Linked DNA regions of Sus scrofa: region 2 is linked to region 1. The links are chromatin contacts, called in public promoter capture Hi-C maps. All regions are on one chromosome and are shown on one strand. Each heading gives the region's core, a stretch centred on a gene start, on an enhancer-like site or on the middle of the called end of the contact. The rest is flanking DNA. Distances are from core to core; before and after follow the strand shown.

Region 1 (6,522 bases), core at 1,824-4,323:
TGATCCTTAACCTGCTGCACCACTGGAGAACTCTGGTCTGTGTTTTTGAATGGCTGGAGTTCTTGAATATGAAGTCTCATAGGCAATTTGGGGTTTATTTCTGGTGTCTGAAATCTTTGATCTGTTTCCTTCCTTTCTTTCCTTTTTTTTTTTTTTTTTTTTTGGCTGTACCTGTGACATACAGAAGTTCCCAGGCCAGGGATTGAACCTGAGCCACAGCAGTGACAATGCCAGGTCCTTAGGTCCTTAACCTGCTGAGACACCAGGGAACTCCCTGATCTATTTCTTTATTTAACCTGTGTGCCAGTTTGTAAAGTCCCTGAAATGTTTCCAGGTCTGCATCCAAGGTACGAGGTCTCTTTGTTGTTGTGAACTTTATATTTCGGGGCTTTAGGATATCTGAGATGTTTGGGGGCCTTTGTTACAGGGTGTTTAGTCTCTGCCCTGTTTTGGAAACTTTCTTCTGGGGCATGGGGTCTCTATGTTTTGATTCTGTGTTCCTGAATATAAAGTCTCATTAGCTCTTTAGAAGTTCCCATCGTGGTGCAGCGGAAACAAATCCAACTAGGAACCATGAGGTTGTGGGTTCGATCCCTGGCCTCACTTAGTGGGTTAAGGATCTGGCATTGCCATGAGCTGTGGTGTAGGTTACAGACGCAGCTTGGATCTGGCATTGCTGTGGCTGGGGTGTAGGCCGGCAGCTGTAGCTCTGATTAGACCCCTAGCCTGGGAACCTCCATATGCTGTGGGTGTGGCCTTACAAAGAAAAAAAAAAAAGTCTCATTAGCTGTTTAGAGATCTGCTTCCAGAGTCTAAGGTCACTGTACTATTTTTGGTTCTGCGATTGTCCCAGGGTGTGAGAGGCTCCTGCGATGTTTGGGAACATGCGTGCAGGGTGGTCACCTTTCTGAGCTGTGTGGGGTCAATAGCGCTGGTAGTGCCATCACTGAAGTGATTATGATTTGGCTCACAGGGTTTGGGTCACAGCTCTCTGAGCTGTTTGGGTGTGAGGTCTCAGAACGCGCTGCAGGGCTGGTGCTCCTGTCTTTGAGCATTTTTCCCCCACTTGCTTTTCCACTTACTCTCCCATTCATAGCATGGCCTTTTTAATTTTGTCTTTTTGCCTTTTCTAGGGCCATTCCCACAGCATATGGAGGTTCCCAGGCTAGGGGTCTAATTGGAGCTACAGCCACAGCAATGCGGGATCCGAGCCGCATCTGCAACCTATACCACAGCTCACGGCAATGCTGGATCCTTCACCCACTGAGCAAGGCCAGGGATCGAACCCACAACCTCATTGTTCCTAGTCGGGTTCATTAACCACTGAGCCACGACGGCAACTCCAACAGCATGTCCTGTAGACGGTTCCTCCAGCGGGTACATGTGTGACACCCTCATTCTGTTTGTGTCTAGGCCTCTGGATTGTTTTGTGGTCCATATCAAAAGGGTGAGGTCTTGGCTGGGATTTTTTTTTATTTTTCTTTTTAGGGCTGCACCTATGGCATATGTAGGTTCCCAGGCTCTAGGGGTTGAATCGGAGCTACAGCTGCCAGCCTACGCCACAGCCACAGCAACTCGGGATCCAAGCTGTGTCTGCAACCTACACCACAGCTCACGGCAATGCTGGGTCCGTAACCCACCGAGTGAGGCCAGGGATCGAACTTGCATCCTCATGGATCCTAGTTGGGTTTGTTAACCACTGAGCCATGAAAGGAATTCCTTAGCTGGAATTTTTGTTTTTGAAAAAAAAATTTTATTGTAATGATTTTTATGTTTTCCATTATAGCTGGTTTAGTGGTCTGTCAATTTTCTATAGTACAGCAAGAGACCCAGTCACACATACATATATGTCCATTTTTTTCTCACATTATCCTCCATCATGCTCCATCATAAGTGACTAGATATAGTTCCCAGTGCTATACAGCAGGATCTCTTTGCTCATCCATTCCAAAGGCAATAGTTTCTTGGCTGGGATTTTTAAGGTAAATCCCAGGGGGTGAGGTCTCTGAGCTGTTTGGGGGTCTGTGTCTGCGCTGTGAGGTATGTCAGCCATTTGGGATTCACATCCCAGTGTGGAGACGTTTTAATGTCCCAGGGAGTGAAGTCTCTGAGATGTTTGTAGGAGTCTGAGACTGAAGGATGCTATCTATGAACTAACTGTGTGTTCTCTGAGCTTTTTTGCCAGCTTTTGGCCAGAGTATGAGGTCTCTAGGCTGTTTTGTGGTCATTGTCCACAGTGTGAGATCCCTAAACTGTTTTGGACTCTGTGCCCCATGGGGTGAGGTCTCCAGGCTCTTTTGTGCTCTGTGTCCAATGATGGGATATTTCCTGAGCCATTTGGGGTACGTTTCCAGTGCTGAGGTCTCATTCCATCTCACAGCCAGCCTGTACGTGACAGTATAACATGAATCACTCTTTCCCCGCTAGTTGCGTGCTCCTTCCATTCTTGTGAGCACAGACCTGTGCATGTGTATTTCCTTAGAACACATACTTAGAAGTGAACTGCCAGGTCAGAGGAGTCATTTATTTAGCAGTCCCTACTTTGACTACCTAATGTGTGCAAAGCACCGTTTTAAGTGCTGCAGAGACACAGAGGAAACAGAAATCCATATACATCCTGGAGGTACTGCCATCCTAGTGGGAAGGTGTGTCATTTTTTTTATTCCGATAGATGTTGGCACACAAATTCACACTTTCATCAGTAGCACTGGGAGAAATGAAACCTCCTTATGGGCCAGGACTGCAGCAAGGGGTTGGATCCCTTGCCCTCGCTCTCAACAGGCTCATCAGATTTGGGATGGTCCACTGGGGAGATATGTGAGAGTGAGACGGGGAGGGAACATGGGCAGGGGGAGGAAGATGTGAAAGAGAAATATCTACTTAGTTGTATTGGCGTGAACCAATTGACATGATATCAACATCAGTGGAAAACTGATATGAAATAGCCCTTCTTAGGTCACGCACGCAGTGTGAGGGGTGGGAATGAATAGTTAATGATGAGACATTGCAGATCCTGGACACACCTTTGCGGGATGGGACAGTCCACTCTGGGAGGTACCACGGGGACGGGGGGGGGGGCCGTGTACTTTGGAAGAAACCACTGTGCATGTGAGGACACCTAAGACTTTGCGCATGGATCAGCCCCTGCCCCAAATGGAGAGAATGGCGATGCCCTGACCGACCTTGGCCTCGGAGGCCAGGCATGTGGGGGGAACCCCACCCTCAACCTGGAGCCTCCACCTATCTGGAAGCCGCCATCACCATGACCTTTCATTTGGTCCCGCCTGGGTTGGTTCTACCGAGTCTAATCAACAGCGGCGGGGTGGGGTGGGGGTGGGGTTGGAAGGCGGTAGCTGGAGCGGTGATTGGCTGCTGGGTGAGTAGGGTGGGAGCAAGTCCTGCCCTCAGCTATGATTGGCCGCCGTGAGATTGCCTACTCAAGCTCTTCCAGGGTACAGAGGTTTTCCCAAATCTCTTACAGGCTATGAGCCGGATCCCCCTGGCTCCAGGCTGTCATTGGCTACTGGTTTGGCGCAGGCGCTATGGCTCTCGGTTTGGCGTTTGGGGTTGCTGAGGCAGGGCTTTGGCTACTGGAGACTGTAGGTTCGAATCCCATCTAGGAACTTCAGTTTCCGCACCTGTAAAAGAAGCTGGCATTATTGGCTGACACAGATTGTGTCGGGTAATCTTTTCTATTCTCTTCTATCTGTTCTTTCTCTTTTTAAAACAATGCTTATTGCATCCCATTATATTGATTTCTGGATCCACTCCCAGGTCACAACAGCACTGAAAAAAAATTCTCCAGGGCTTCTGACATCCGTGTAACAGGCTGCCTCTGTAGGTCCGAGTCCTGCAGAGAAGGTTCAAGGCGATCTCACGATCCTCCTCCAAATCATCCCTTCCTCCCTCCGGAGAGGATGACTTGGAAGTTTCCTGTCCCCTCTGGTCCAGGCCTGAGTTGGGGTGTGGGGCAGTGCATGTATGAAGGAGTAGGGTGAGGGGCTGGGCCATACCCGGCTAGAGAGCAATGCATGATCTCATGCTGTAAGCTGGAGGGGCGTGTGGCAATTAAAAGGAGAATTTTGAAGGCGGGGGGAGGGGCGAGACTTAAAGGAGTAAACTTTTTAATGATGGGATTTTAAGTATCAGGCTGGGGAGATGTTCGGCTGAGTGTAGGTGAGTAGGAGGAAAGTGGTTCTCAAGTCAGTCAACTCATAAGGTTCCTGTGCTGTGTGCAGTTTGGGGGACTTGTGTCTGGAATGTCAAATCTCAGACTTGCGTTGGAATCTCAGTTCAGGGCAGGGCATCTCTGAACAAATTGTGAAGTCTCTCAGCTATTTTGAGGTCTGCATCACAGGGGTTTTAGGTCTTCCAGATGTTTGTGGGTCTCTGTCCTAGGGTGTGAAATCTCTAAGTTGTTTGAGGGTCCTTGTCTTTGCAAGTGTAGGGTTTTGGTTTTTGTTCTTTCTTAAAGTTGAATCTGACTTTTGGTTTTTGGCATTTCTTGGACTGCGAAAGGGGCTTAATGTTGTTTTCTGAGCTTGTGGAACGATGTATTTAAGCTTTATAAGTTACTTTTTATGTCCTTAGATCTTTTTCCCTTTAAAAATTATTTTGAAATCATTTGACTTAGAAAAAATTGCCGAAATAGTGCAGAGCTCTTGTATAACTTTTGCCCAGCTTCCCCTAATGTAAAGAACATACATAACCATGATATTATTTTATTTTATTTTTAATTAAAAAATTTTGTTTTTGTATTTTTTTTTTGTTTTGCCATTTCTTGGGCCGCACCCGCTGCATATGGAGGTTCCCAGGCCAGGGGTCGAATCGGAGCTGTAGCCACCGACCTACACCAGAGCCACAGCAATGCAGGATCCGAGCCGCATCTGTGACCTACACCGCAGCTCACAGCAATGCCGGATCCTTAACCCACTGAGCGAGGCCAGGGATCGAACCTGCAACCCCATGGTTCCTAGTCGGATTTGTTAACCACTGCACCACGACGGGAACTCCAACCATGATACGATTTTAAAAGCTGGAAATGAATGATACTTTTCCTAAGCTGTTGTTCACCTGTTTGGTGTGTGTCCAAGGTATGAAATAGCTGAGATCTTTGACCCAGAGCTCTCTTGGGTTCTGTGTCTCATCTGTGATGTCTCTAGATGCTACGTTTTTTCATCTTCCTGGTAGTCTCTGTCCCATAGAATGATGTCTTTGACTTGTTAGGGGTCTCTCAAGGGCATGTCATCTTTGAACAGTTGAGACTTCTGTGTTCAGTGTGTGAGGGCTTTTTGAGTTCTTGGCAGTCTATGTCCAAAGATCTGTGTACTCTCAGTTACTTTTTTTTTTTTTTTTGTCTTTTTGCCATTTCTTGGGCCGCTCTCGCGGCATATGGAGGTTCCCAGGCTAGGGTTAGAATCGGAGCTCTAGCCACCGGCCTACGCTGCCACAGGCACAGCAATGCTGGATCCGAGCCGCATCTGCAACCTACACCACAGCTCACAGCAACACTGGATCCTTAACCCACTGAGCAAGGGCAGGGATCGAACCTGCAACCTCATGGTTCCCAGTCGGATTCGTTAACCACTGTGCCATGACGGGAACTCCCTCTCAGTTACTTTTGATTGGTCTTTATCAGAGGTCCTGAGGTTAGTGAGTACTTTTGGGTTCTGTATTTAGGGCAAGGGTCCACGGCTTTAGCACTACTGATGATTTTGGGGGGATCTTGCTGAAATTTATTATGGAAGTGAAACCTCAGACTGTGACTCTTCAGATCTGATATTCTTGATGAGTTTTCCCCAAATCAAGAATAAGTCGATGAACAATGCATTTTTTTCATTGGAATATAATTGCTGAGTTCCACGTACACAGCATAGTGATTTGATATGTGTACACATTACAAAATGACCACCCCATGGGGGGTGGGGGGATGTGTTTGGGCTGTGGGATGGAAATCCTGTGACATTGGATTGTTGTGATCATTATACAACTGCAGATGTGATGAATTCATTTGAGTAATAAAAAAAAAATGACCATCCCACACCTATTGACATCTTGGATTGGAAAACTCTTTGTCATGGAGGATGTAGTCCTCGTTTGCTAGGGCTGCTCTAAGGACCACAAACCAGGTATCTCAAACAACAGAAATTACTTTTCTCACAGTTCTGAAGGCTGGAAGTCAGAGATCAAAGTGTCCGCAGGGTTGGTTCCTCCTGTGGGCTGAGGAACATCTGTCCCATGCCTCTCTCCAAGCTTCTGGTGGTTTGCTGGCCGTCTGGCATTTGTTGGCTTTTGCTGCATCACCCCTCTCTCTGCCTTCATCTTCACATGGCCTTCTCCCTGTGGGTGTCTGTGCTCCAATTCCCCTTTTGATAAAGACACCAGTCATATCGCATGAAGGGCTCGCCTCCCTCCAGTATGACCTCATCTTGCATCTGCAGTGACCCCATTTCCAAATAAGGTCCCATTCCGAGCTTCTGGGGCTCAGGACTTCCACATGGGATTTTGGAGGAGACCCAGGTC
Region 2 (6,522 bases), core at 1,025-3,524, 130 kb before region 1:
GGCAATGCCAGATCCTTAACCCACTGAGTGAGGCCAGGGGTTGAACCCGCGTCCTCATAGATACTAACTAGGTTTGTTAACTACTGAGCCATGACGGAAACTCCCCGCTATCCAAACCTATTTGGACAAAATTAGTTTGAACAGCAAAGGTTTTATCTAAAAACGTCCAAATTCATTCAGTTCTCCAGCTTGGCAAATAGGGAGTTTCTGATTCTAGTATATTGAGTAGCAAGTTTGGAGAGCAAGGCATTTATCCAAACACTGCTCTGAATATATTCAGCTCCTGAGACCTGCAACTGTTTTCAGTTACTATCAACAGAATAAAAAAGGTGTATGAGTGGGGGTTCCCATTGTGGCTCAGCAATAACGAACCCGACTAGCATCCACGAGGACGAAGGTTTGATCCCTGGCCCTGCTCAGTGGGTTAAGAATCTGGCACTGCTGTGAGCTGTGGTGTAAGTCACAGATGCAGCTCGGATCTGGCATTGCTGTGGCTGTGGCATAGGCCAGCGGCTACAGATCTGATTCGACCCCTAGCCCGGGAACTTTCATATGCCGTGGGTGTGGCCATAAAAAGACCAAACATTTTAAAAAAGGTACATGAGTACCTGGACCTCAGTTGGCCGATCACAGGTTTCAACTGTGTATACAGCTAACAATGAAATGTCTATTTCAGCAATAACATAGTGCCTGTCACACAATAGGTCCAAAATAGATCATCAGCTATAATCATTAGTGTTGTTAGTAAGAAACGTACCACGGGCACAAGGCCCGGTATTCAGTAAGCTTAAAATAAATATCAATGACCATTATCCGTATTATTAACCAAAGATCTATGCTTGGCACACAACAAACCTGTAATAGATGTCACCTGTCAATAAAGTGAAAATGAGTTTTCCAGTACACGGCCACACCTTAGCCCAAAATAGATGCCAACTTTTACTGTAATGACAGTAAGGTATAAATACTGGCAACGGCAGCACAGCAGGCCAAAATGACAGATCCTATCATTATCCTTGTTTTGTTTTTTGTTTTTTTGCCTTTTCTTGGGCCGCTCCCGCGGCATATGGAAGTTCCCAGGCTAAGGGTCCAATCGGAGCTGAGCTGCCAGCCTACGCCAGAGCCACAGCAACGCCAGATCCGAGCCGCGTCTGCGACCTACACCACAGCTCACGGCAACGCTGGATCCTTAATCCACTGAGCAAGGCCAGGGATCGAACCCGCAACCTCATGGTTCCTAGTCGGACTCGTTAACCACTGCGCCACGACAGGAACTCCCCTACCATTATTTTACATACTGTAAACCATAATGCATATGCCAGCCACTTAAGCAGACCCGAAATACATGTCAGTTATTGAACTGGTGAACAAGTCGGTATATATCGCCTGAACAGTACCTGGCTCTACAGTAGATCTGAAAAAAATGTTACCTACTAGTATGGTAAAGAACAAAATATCAGCCTCCTCCCACTGTATTTGGTCCAAAAGAGGCTGTAATAGATGTCAGTTTACTATTAATATCCTTAGATACTCTTCCAGGGATCGATTGGATTAAATCTGGCGTATGAAGATCCAAGATAAGCATCAGCTGTCAGTATTAGGTACGACTAAAGCTGAAATGTCTATTCCCTGCCCCACCCCCACCGTAGGCGTCCGCGCGCACGCGGTAGGAATCGGCGTCAGGAATACGTATTGTTTACAACAAAATGTCTGCCAGCCCACTGCTTGGTATATAGTAGGCCCATACTAGGGATCGAGTGGCAATATCAACAACAAAGTGCCTGTCAAGCCTGGCACATGGTAGGCCCATCTGCTCTTAGCTCTCTCACCGGGCTCGAGATGTTTGAGGATGCCTCTCTTGGCCAAGCGGGTCTGCAACGCAACGGGCAGCGGCATAGCGGGTAGCAGACAGACCTAGGGAAGGACAGACGAGAAAGCAGTTCAGATAAGGATTTGAATCTGGAGCTCGTAAGCAAGCGCCTCTCCCCAACATGCACTCATCTAGACTCCCACCTACCCACCTGCACCAGGAGCTGGGCAACAGAACCTACCCGCTAAAAGGTGGAAGGGATAAACGGCAGTATCACCGAAATTCTCGCCAACTCTCCTCTCCAGGCGGGGTGCTCCGGGACAGGACTCCTCTCCCAGGCCTCCTCTCCCAGGCCTAGGCTCCACCCATCGCCGAAGGGGCCAAGCGCCGCTCCCCCGCGCCCCAGAAATGGGCTCACCCAACGTCCCCCAAAGACTGCCGGGTGGAAGGAACCAAGGAGCAGGGGTGGGGGGAGCAGGGTTTCCTCTAGCTCCAAAAAATGCGCCCACCCCGACATTACCAATACAGTCACGCGGGTTGCGGAAGGCTGTCAGACTGTCGGCCTCTCTCTCGACGCCTTTATGATCGCCAGGACCACGACTCTTTTTCTCCTGAGGGAAAGAATGAGGCCCTCTCTCCCTGAGCCAGAGGTAACTGGGCGACGCTCGGGCTGCAGAGAACAGATGACGGAAACCTAACTGGCCAATGAGAGTGCGCCTTGGCCTGACGTCTGGCGAAAGGACCCAATCATTACCTTGGAATAGGTGGAAAGCTCGGGCGCCTGTGTGCGTTTACAGTGGGGGTGTGGCCCGGCCGGGATTTAGCCAGACTGCGCGGCCGGACGCCGGCGCCATGGAGGAGTACGCTCGGGAGCCTTGGTACGGCGAGGGGCACAGGCCTCGGGACTCTTGCTGCGGCGCCACGGCCAGCGGTGGGAGGCGGGCGGGGGAGGCGCTGGCTACACAGCGCCACGTCCCAGACTCGGGAGACTTTTAAACGTTTGTTGTCTCCTTCCGCTCCCGTCCACTTGTTTCCTTACTTGGGCTCCGTTAAGAGGGGCCACAACTGTGTGCTTGAAGGAGCTGGTGCGGTGCAGGACGAACCACTCCACGTTTCCCTTGACTCTTGTCCCCGGTCCCTCTTGTTAACGGAAAGAGACACGTTGGTCGAATCCATTCCAGCCGGGGGGTGGTGTGTTGCTAGGCGGAAATCCCCAGGGTTACCGCGCGTGGTTTTTCCCAGGTCCCTTTGGTGAATGGAGGCGGGGCTTGGGTGAGCCCACTGTGGGCAAGGAGGGGGTGTCGGATCGTCCCCACGGTCTGCAGCTAGGTTTTTCCTCCCTCGTGCAAGGTGAAGAAAGGGAAGAGCGTGGCTGGACGAGCTCATTGTCGGAGGAGGGGGTGCGACCCCCGTTGTACTTTACAGTGCCAGCTTGTTAACACTTCCGTAGCGCTTATTTAAACGTGCCCACTCTTTGCTTGCAATCAAGTCATTTAATCTTTGCTAGCAGTAAACCAGTTGGCTGTGAAGGAGAGGGGCGGACAAGGGCAACGACTAATGTTTTTCCCCCTTCCGCACTGTTTCTTTGCGAGAATATGGAGGAAAATACCCTCTTTATTATTTGAAGTGCTGCTCCCCATTTGAGTGACGTAGTTTCTCCCAGCTGGAAAGTGTCCTTGTGACATAAAATGGGGGAGGGCTCACATTAACCCTATCCTCCCCTTCCCGCTTGCAGCCCATGGCGAATTGTGGATGATTGCGGTGGAGCCTTCACTATGGGTGTTATCGGCGGTGGAGTCTTCCAGGCCATTAAGGGCTTCCGCAATGCCCCTGTCGTGAGTCCTGACCTTCCTTGGGTGGTGCGGGGGTCTTGCCCCGCCCACATGGGAAAACCGCTTGGAGTGCCAGTCACGGGCACTTAATCATTCTGGTGCCTGCCCACCTACTGTGTGCCAGGCCTGGTTCCACGATCTGGGAGTTTGGGGGAACTGCATACATGACCTCTGCCCCTCACCCCCCACCCAACTGGAGCTCCTCTTTGGAAATGCTGTGCTGTCAAAAGGTTTTGTCATCACAAAACTTAAAGGTGTGTGTGCAAAGCCAGACAGATGTTACCTAAAGACAGACTCTGGGTTGGAAGCCTGGCTAGAGGGAAGTGATAGGAGTTTAATTGGCAGGAGGAGGACAGCCTTAAAATTGACAATATGCTTTTAATTGAACATACTCAATTCTGTCTCTCTGAACAACTCCCCCCTCCCCCTTCCTGAGAGATCTCATCAAATGTATGACTTTTTGGGTTTTTTGGTCTTTTAGGGCCGTACCTGCAGCATGTGGAAGTTCCCAAGCTAGGGGTCGAATTGGAGCTACAGCTGCCGGCCACAGCCACAGCCACAGCCACGCGGGATCTGAGCCACGGTTGCGACCTACACCACAGCTCAGGGCCACGCTGGATCCTTAACCCACTGAGCAAGGCCAGGGATCACGCCCGAGTCCTCATGGATACTGGTTGGGTTCATTATCGCTGAGCCACAACAGGAACTCCTCAAATGTCATGACTTGAAATGCCATTTAATGTCAGAGTCTCTGCAATTTCTCTCTCTAGCCCTGTCCCTCTCCCACCTTCTGGAACTCTCTTTTCTGGATCTTTGCCCGACTCTCTCCCTCTCTTCCTCAGGGTCTCAGCCCCCAACCCCAAAGAGGCCTTTACTGACTGCTCAGCCACTCTCAGATCTCTTCATCCTATTATCTCTATTACCTGCGGCTGTCTGAAGCTATCTGGTTCACCTGTGCCCTTGTTCAGGATCTGTTCCTCCTATACTGTGAACTCTGAGAGGGTAGGAGCCAGGTCTACCGTGTTCACTGCTGGAACCCTGCTTATGGCATGGGGGCCTGGCACACTGGTGCTCAGTAACTACTGAATAAGTGAATGAATGAATGAGTAACATCTCAGGCCACTTATGTGGGGGTGCTCCCTAGCCCTCCTAGTTCTTGGCCACTGCTCCACATCTCTACCCCTGACACCCCTACTACCTTTCCAGCCCCAGTGCCTCTCCTAAAAGCTAGAAACCTTGTCTGCCGTGGACCTCAACCCTGCTCTGACTCCCGTCCTCCTCACTTTCCTCCAGGGAATCCGGCACCGATTGAGAGGCAGCGTCAACGCTGTGAGGATCCGAGCCCCTCAGATTGGAGGTGCGAGGTTTGGGGAGACAAAAGAGGTGTGATAACAAAGTTGGGGGTGGCTGCTCCTTTGAGTCTAGAATGCACATCGGGGGTCCAGATTCTAGCCACAACTCTGCCTGGCTGAGAATTCCTGGGGGAATTTTTTTTTTTTTTTGGTTTTTTACGGCCACACCAGCCTATGTAAGATCTCAAGCAAGGCCAGAGATCTAACCCATATCCTCATGGATACTAGGCTGGTTCTTAACCCACTGAGCCCTGCATTTCTTTTTTATTTTATTTTATTTTTTTTTTTGTCTTTTTGCTATTTCTTTGGGCCGCTCCCGCGGCATATGGAGGTTCCCAGGCTAGGGGTCGAATTGGAGCTGTAGCCACTGGCCTACACCAGAGCCACAGCAACGCGGGATCTGAGCCACGTCTGCAACCTACACCACAGCTCACAGCAACGCCGGATTGTTAACCCACTGAGCAAGGGCAGGGACCGAACCCGCAACCTCATGGTTCCTAGTTGGATTCGTTAACCACTGCGCCACAACGGGAACTCCCCGGAATAATTTATTTATTTATTTATTTATTTTTGTCTTTTTAGGACCACATCCAGGGCATGTGGAGGTTCCCAGGCTAGGGGTCAAATTGGAGCTGTGGCCACTGGCCTATGCCACAGCCACAGCAACATGGGACCCAAGCTGTGTTTGCTGCGTGTCACAGCAATGCCGGATCCTTGACCCACTGAGCGGGGCCAGGGATCGAAACTGTGTCCTCATGGATGCTAGTCAGATTCATTTCCACCAAGCCATGACTGAGTCTCCTGGGGGGGGGGTAATATTTCCCAAAATTTTCATATGGGTGAGTTCTGGAGTTTAAATCCAGGCCCTGGCTCTTCTGTGATGTGTGAGCTTGGGCTGGTGGCTTAACCTCTCTGAACCCAGTGACAGTAACAGTCACCACCTCAATCAGTTTTGTGATTCATGGAAAACTTAGTACTTACTAGTGCTGGTTGCACTGTTAAGCACTTTGATTATATTAACTGATTTAGATTTTCAGAAATCAAGTAATATGCAGTATGTAGATCAGGTCCTGGCACACAGTAAGACCTCAGTAAACATTTTTTTTTTTTTGGTGCTTTTTAGGGCTGCACCTGCGGCATATGGAGATTCCCAGGCTAGGGGTCCAATCGGAGCTACAGCTGCTGGCCTACAACACAGCCACAGCAACATGGGATCTGAACTGCGTCTGCAACCTACACCACAGCTCATGGCAGTGCCAGATCCCTGACCCACTGAGCAAGGCCAGGGATCAAACCTGCATCCTCATAGATACTAGTCAGATTCATTTCTGCCAAGCCACAACAGGAACTCCCACGGTCAGAATTCGAATTCTGTGCAGTAGTTATAAAGATCAGAGTTGCTCTGTTAGGGATTGCCTTGTGGAGCAGCAGGTTAAGGATCTGTCATTGTCATTGCATCGGCTCGGGTGACTGCTGTGGCACACGTTCGATCCCTGTCCCAGGAACTGCCACATCCCACAGGCATAGC

The links. Promoter capture Hi-C pulls out the DNA fragments that hold promoters and counts their contacts.
Region 2: a contact with region 1 is called in a promoter capture Hi-C map of liver, with 3 times the contacts expected there. The contact joins the promoter of TIMM17B here to the enhancer-like site in region 1. A contact is called at or near these places in 1 of 5 promoter capture datasets (liver), 5 of 47 Hi-C or Micro-C datasets (embryonic fibroblasts, heart right ventricle, liver and 2 more) and 1 of 2 datasets of contacts at active chromatin or transcription factors (alveolar macrophages).

What each region holds. Positions count from the first base shown.
Region 1 is chrX:42,843,417-42,849,938 of Sscrofa11.1, reverse strand. No RefSeq gene overlaps it. Among named protein-coding and RNA genes, the nearest start is that of GLOD5, 30 kb to the left of the region's middle. Within about 2 kb of position 3,073, at least 70 of the 83 cell types and tissues checked have an H3K27ac peak or open chromatin away from gene starts, as enhancers often do. A contact at or near this core is called in alveolar macrophages, embryonic fibroblasts, liver and 2 more, where this site is marked.
Region 2 is chrX:42,972,039-42,978,560 of Sscrofa11.1, reverse strand. TIMM17B (mitochondrial import inner membrane translocase subunit Tim17-B) reads left to right here and starts at 2,274. Exons shown (of 6, transcript XM_003360308.4): 1 at 2,274-2,688; 2 at 3,546-3,645; 3 at 4,936-4,999. The coding sequence starts at 2,516. It overlaps PQBP1 (polyglutamine binding protein 1), which reads right to left and starts at 1,915. Exons shown (of 6, transcript NM_001246668.1): 1 at 1,830-1,915. The coding sequence starts at 1,896.